2 separate regions of the Pan troglodytes genome follow, and region 2 is linked to region 1. A link is a contact called in public HiChIP or PLAC-seq data. All regions are on one chromosome and are shown on one strand. The core of a region is the stretch at or near the end of the contact, and the rest is flanking DNA. Distances in the headings are between cores, read along the strand shown.

Region 1 (3,013 bases), core at 278-2,777:
TCCACGTGGCCATAGGCAGGTAGGTGGGCCCTTCCTGGTCCTCCTCTATAGCAACCAGACCTCACCCTCCTCCCCTTTTATGGAGGAAGAGGACTCAGTTCATATTAGTGCCTTCCTGTCCCCTCTCCAGCTCCAAACACACACACACACACACACATACACACACACACACACACACATACACACACACAATTATCTTGGGGGATGGGAGTCTTGGTTAACTGTAGAATTAAAGGAGATTTGGCAGGTCAGACCCTAGGCCAACTTGGGAAGCTCAAGGCCTGGGGGAGGGGGTGGCCCTTTAGAGGGGATCTCAAATCCCCCAAGGATCTCTAATTTAGAGCCAACAAGGCCCTCTCGTGACAGAGCTCCTCAGCAGGATTAAAAAAAGATGCTCAACAGAAAATACAAACATGGAGTCCAACCAGAGCACAGGATTGCACAATAAATTAACATTTCTTAAAAGGGTTTCTCATTCTCTTGTCAGTAGCACAAGTCAATTGCCTTGTATTCTGGGGTATGTGCAAGTAACATGAACTTGTTAAATTAAAAGTTTAAAATATACTGTTATATGTTGTGACCCTGTTTTGGAATTTCTTCAATTTGTAAAAATACACTGACTCCCACTCCCTCCTTCCACACACACACGATGGGGCTCAGGCGCCTCTGGTCTCCTCCCCCATCCTCCCAAGAGCCCCTAGAGCAGATCAGCCCTCCCAGTTTCCAGATGGGGAAACTGAGGCTGGAAAGAAAGGCAGTTCCTTTGATGTCATTTCCAGGGACACTAAATACCAGGACTGTGGGTTGAAAGGCTGTGGGGAGTGCTTTGTGTGAGTGTGTGTGTGTGTGTGTGTGTGTGTGTGTGTGTACTGGTGGGGTGGGGGGAGTGAACGGGGGGTCCTGGAAGAGTCTGAAGACTGGTTGCTGGGCATCTCGCACCAAGGCCAGGACTCCAGGTGAGATGATAAAAATAACAATGGCTGACGTCTACGGAGCAGGTACCATGAGCCAAACATTGTGGACGTATTATCACCTTCCGACCTATAATCACTCCCATTCCCAGAAGAGGAAACTGAGACAGGGGAGATTATGGACGAGCTCAGGAAGTTCATAAAAGGCCACAGAAGGGGTTCTAGAGCAGGGAGCCCGGATTCCAAAACTCCTTAGCGAAGAGGAAGAAAAGGGGAGAAGAGGAGAGGAAAGAGAACGAGAGGGATGTGGAAACCTGCAGAGAAGGGAAGCCCCTTGCTCCCAGGAGCCTCCCTTTCTCCCTTTTCCCCCGGGCCCGTGCCACCGGCTCCGCCCCAAAGTTGGCCACAGAGCCGCAGGGAGGCGGGCGGGGACGGTGGTGGGGGGGCGCCAGGGCGCTCCCGGCCTCGGCCTTTCCCTCCAGGGCCCCCTCCTTTCGCCGGCGGCCCCTCCCACTCGGCTCTCCTGGCTCCTGGCGTCACGGCCCGGGAGGCGGGATCGGGGAAGGAGGGGCCCCGCCGCCTAGAGGGTGGAGGGAGGGCGCGCAGTCCCAGCCCAGAGCTTCAAAACAGCCCGGCGGCCTCGCCTCGCACCCCCAGCCAGTCCGTCGATCCAGCCGCCAGCGCAGCCGCCAGCGCCGGGTGAGTTGTGGGCGCACCCAGGGCGCGGGGCGACATCGGGGGGCCCCGGGATCGTGTACGCCCGGGCAGCAGGGACGCGACCCCTCCACTTACTGGACCGGGAGCAGCCCCCGGAATTGGTGACAGTAACGGGAGGGCCGAGGTGCCACCCATGCCGCCGACCTCTGGTCTGCGCCACGCTCGCTCCGGCCCCAGAATTCCACTTCGCCATCCCGGGACAGCTTCCCACGCCTTTTGAGCCGAAGCAGGCGGGAAAAGTTTGGGGAGGAGTCAGGGCGCCTCCCCTCGCCCCGCCGGACTTACACCCGGGGCTCTCGGAGTCCAGGGAGATCCCCAGGTCGCGTGAGGGATTCCCGGGCAACGTCCCCAGACTCGCCTCGCGGGCAGGACTGGTGCGCCAGGCCGGGCCAGCGGGTCCTCCTGGGCTGCGTACCCCTCTAGGCCCCCGCCGCTGCTCCGTCGCGCCCCCGAGCGGCGAGGAGCGACTTCTTGGGGGTCAGGAACGGTGGAGGAGCCGGGAAGCGCTGCTGGGATGACACCTCTCTCCCTGCCAACTCTAGTAGGGCTTGGGGGGCTTTAAAGAGGCGAGACCACACCCATGGGTTCCAGAGGGAGGAGTGGCTGCAGCTCGTAGTGTGTATTCTACGCCCTCCCCAAATCCAGAGATCTGAGCACGCTCCAGGGAGGTCTTTTAGGTGAAGATGTGGGGCTGGACATGGGGACTCCGAAGACACCACAGGGCAAAGCTCTCCCTCCAGGCCAGCTTCAGTTTTGGGGAAGGGAGCACTGCCCCTCCCAAGCTTTGAGGGGGTGTGTGTGTGTGTGTGTGTGTGTGTGTGCACCTTGATCTTATAATTCAGCTGTGTCTAAATAAGGGGCTTGGAGAGGGACTTAAGAAGCCTCCAGTTCAAATACAGTGTGATTCCACTTTTATGAGACACCTACAATAGGCAAATTTTATAGACAGAAAGTAGAATGATGGTTGCCAGGGGCTGGGGGTACCTGGGAACCGGGAGTTACTGTTTAATGGGACAGAGTTTTTGTTGGGGAGGATGAAGAAGTTTTGGGTATACATAGTGGCAATGGTTACACAGTATCGTGAAGGTATTTCATGCCACTGAGTTGTATGCTTATCATCGGTTAAAATGATGATTATGATGTTATGCATATTTTATCATAAAAAATTTTAAAAGCCACCTTTAGCCACCTCTGCACTCCAGTCTGAATCAGAGAGAAATCTAAGAACCGACACATTATTGCTGGGCACCTCTTCCTGGAATTCGGCCTTCAGTTAAGAAAGCTTAAAGAGGACGAGGAAGGGACGGGGTCCTGGTTTCCCAGGAGTCACACAAGGGGAAGGATGGCGACCTGAGCTGCTGGAGGTTTGCAGTTGGCTGGTGCTC
Region 2 (3,013 bases), core at 245-2,744, 170 kb before region 1:
AACTCCTGACCTCAAGTGATCCATCCACCCGCCTCGGCCTCCCAAAGTGCTGGGATTACAGGCGTGAGCCACTGCACCTGGCCTGTCTCCATTTTTGATGAGGAACCAGAAGCTCAGAGAGGTTAGGACTATTGCTGAAGGTCACACCGCATGGATCCAAGAATCAAATCCAAGTCTCTCTCTGAACTCCTTCAAGATTCTCCCCCTTGGCCAGGTGCAGTGGCTCACGCCTGTAATCCCAGCACTTTGGGAGGCCCAGGCAGATGCATCACTTGAGGTCAGGAGTTCGAGACCAACCTGGTCAACATGGTGAAACTCTGGTTCTACTAAAAATATAAAAATTAGCCAGCCGTGGTGGCAGGCGCCTGTAGTCCCAGGTACTCGGGAGACTGAGGCACGAGAATCGCTTGAACCTGAGAGGTGAAAGTTGCAGTGAGCCGAGATCACACCACTGCACTCCGGTCTGGGCTACACGGCAAGACTCTGTCTAAAAAAAAAGAGGGGGGAAAAAAGAAAAAAAATATTGTCCTCCTGCCTCCTGCTTTTTAAGGTCCTTCTGAGCAGGCTCCCTGGGTCCTCTCATCCTGGAATCTGTGCTTCACAGCACTTAAAGCTGCGGTGGTTTAGTTGCTAGCTCACGTGTTTGTTTCCCCTGTAAAGCTAAACTCCACTAGAGCAGTGACCACGCCTGATCCCCAGCTGTGTCCCCAGGACAGCACCAAACCTACGAGGCGATCAACACATTTCTGCTGAATGAGCGGGAGAATCACTCCTCAAAAGGAAGAAAATTGTGTCAAGAAAGTAGCTGGCAGAGCCAGGATGTAAGTCCGAAGACTCCCCGACTTCGAAGCTTATCCCGTTTTTCTCTGCGGTCGGTTATTGTCACTCAAACCTCTGCCCCCGACCCTCTTAATTAATGTCCCTTTCGACTCCGCGCCGGTCAGTCTCCACCCTCCATCCGCGCCAGGTCCTTCGCGCTCGCCTTCTAAAGGCCTCGTTCCTGTCAGTCATTCCAAGCTCCGCCGTCACCCTGCCCACTTTCCACGCCCCGCCCCTTCTGGGCCCCACCCCTCTCCGAATACAATACCTTCTAGCCCGCCCCTGTCAGTCATTCTGCAGATCCCGCCCCCTCCCTCCCACGCCCCGCCTTTTCCGGGCCTGCGCCTCTAAGTTCCCGTTGAGGCCTTGCCCTTTTCTCACCCGGGTCCGGAGTGGCCCCCGCTCCAGAAGCGCACAGCCGCTGGTTGGGGCATCCCTGACATGAAGCCCCTCTGCCCGCCTGGGCGCTGTCGGCCCCTGGACAGTCTGCGCAGAGACAAGACCACAGTTAGAGCAGCTCGCGACACTTTCGCCCCGCGACCCACGCCCCCTCCGCGAGCTCACCGTGAGGCACCTCCTCCATTCCGTCGCCTTTGCCGCCTTCGTGGTCACCGGAACCCGCTGTCGTACATTTCCGCCTTGTGGGCACAATCTGATTCTCCGGCCGCGCGAAATAAGTCTCGGAAAGAGGGGGCTGTGCGCACGCGCGAACCTTGGGCCGAAAGACTGGGACTCACGTCTGTTCCTTTTCAGAGATTTCCTATCATAAATACTTCTGCAGTGCATCTCCTAAGAACAAAGGCATTCTTCATGACCTCAGTGCCATTTTCATACCCAAGAGATTTAATATCGATGCAGTACTAGCCAATGCAGTATTAGCCAATAGACAGTTTATATTTCAATTTCAGTTGTTAGACCCTCTCCCCTGCTGGATTCACTCACTGCCTGGAGTTATTTCTCTTCGGTCTCCTTTAATTCAGATCAGTCCTTCTTTTTTTAGGGGGAGTCTCATCACCTTGATAATTTTGACGGGTCCAGACCAGTTGTCTAATAGAATATCCCATATTCTTGATTTGTCTAATCCTCCCCTCCCTCTTGCCTTGTAATTAGATAAAGGTTAATTTTTCTTTTTTCCTGCAGAACACACTTGGATAATGTCAGTTTGTCCCGTTTTTGGTAATGTGAAGCTTGATCGCTTGCTAAAGGTGGTGTCTGCCCCATTTCTCCATTTAATGTTTCCTTCTTCCATTTGTAATTAACAGGTACTCTCTGGGACCATCTTCTTCTCTATCAGCCTTTCACTCAGTGATTTTAGCAGCATTAGTATATATATATATAAAACTATAGATTATATATATGATAAATATATATCAGTTTTATACCCTCTCTTTTTTTCTTTTTTTTTGAAGACTCACTATGGATTCCTGGATTTTTAAAAATTGTCTTTTATAATCAATTATTATTCTTTCTGGTCGATTTTTTTTCCCCCAGATGTGGCCAGTGAAGCCCCTTCAAGACAGTTCTTGTGTTCTTTGGGCACTAATCCAGCTTCTTTGAGCATTTTCTTGCTTTTCTGATACAAGATGTTTCAGTCATCCCTTCTCCCTGCTGCAGTCATTTCTTCAGGGAGCCTTGGTTACTTTTTAGCAGACAACAGTTCAGAAACCAAGATGTGGATGCCACAAATGCTCATTGCTACTGGAGTGTCATTGCTCACAGGTTTGGCACCTGGAATATTAATGAGTGAACAAACTTTACCTAGCCCCAGACACTAAGAATATGGAAACGTTTGTTGATTTATTTATTTATTTTTGAGGCGGATTCTCGCCCTGTCACCCAGGCTGGAGTGCAGTGGTGGGATCTCGGCTCACTGCAAGCTCCACCTTCTGGGTTCACGTCATTCTCCTGCCTCAGCCACCCGAGTAGCTGGGACTACAGGCCACCACGCCCGGCTAATTTTTTGTATTTTTAGTAGAGACAGGGTTTCACCATGTTAGCCAGAATGGTCTCGATCTCCTGACCTCGTGATCTGCCCGCCTTGGCCTCCCAAAGTGTTGGGATTACAGGCATGAGCCACCGCACCCGGCCTCGGAAACATTTATTAAACAGCAGTGTATCAGCTGCCTGTCACTACCACTAATTATAGCCAGCATTTTGTAGAATACTTACCGTTTGGCAGCTGTCATCTTTGTGC

Evidence for each region. HiChIP or PLAC-seq counts read pairs in DNA pulled down with a chosen protein or histone mark.
Region 2: a contact with region 1 is called in an H3K4me3 HiChIP or PLAC-seq map of stem cell-derived excitatory neurons, with 3 times the contacts expected there. The contact joins the promoter of NUBP1 here to the promoter of EMP2 in region 1. A contact is called at or near these places in 1 of 7 Hi-C or Micro-C datasets (stem cell-derived neural progenitor cells) and 1 of 1 datasets of contacts at active chromatin or transcription factors (stem cell-derived excitatory neurons).

What each region holds. Positions count from the first base shown.
Region 1 is chr18:13,222,441-13,225,453 of NHGRI_mPanTro3-v2.0_pri, reverse strand. EMP2 (epithelial membrane protein 2) reads left to right here and starts at 1,527. Exons shown (of 6, transcript NM_001105239.1): 1 at 1,527-1,610.
Region 2 is chr18:13,387,529-13,390,541 of NHGRI_mPanTro3-v2.0_pri, reverse strand. NUBP1 (NUBP iron-sulfur cluster assembly factor 1, cytosolic) reads right to left here and starts at 1,494. Exons shown (of 11, transcript XM_016929394.3): 1 at 1,384-1,494; 2 at 1,201-1,305. The coding sequence starts at 1,402.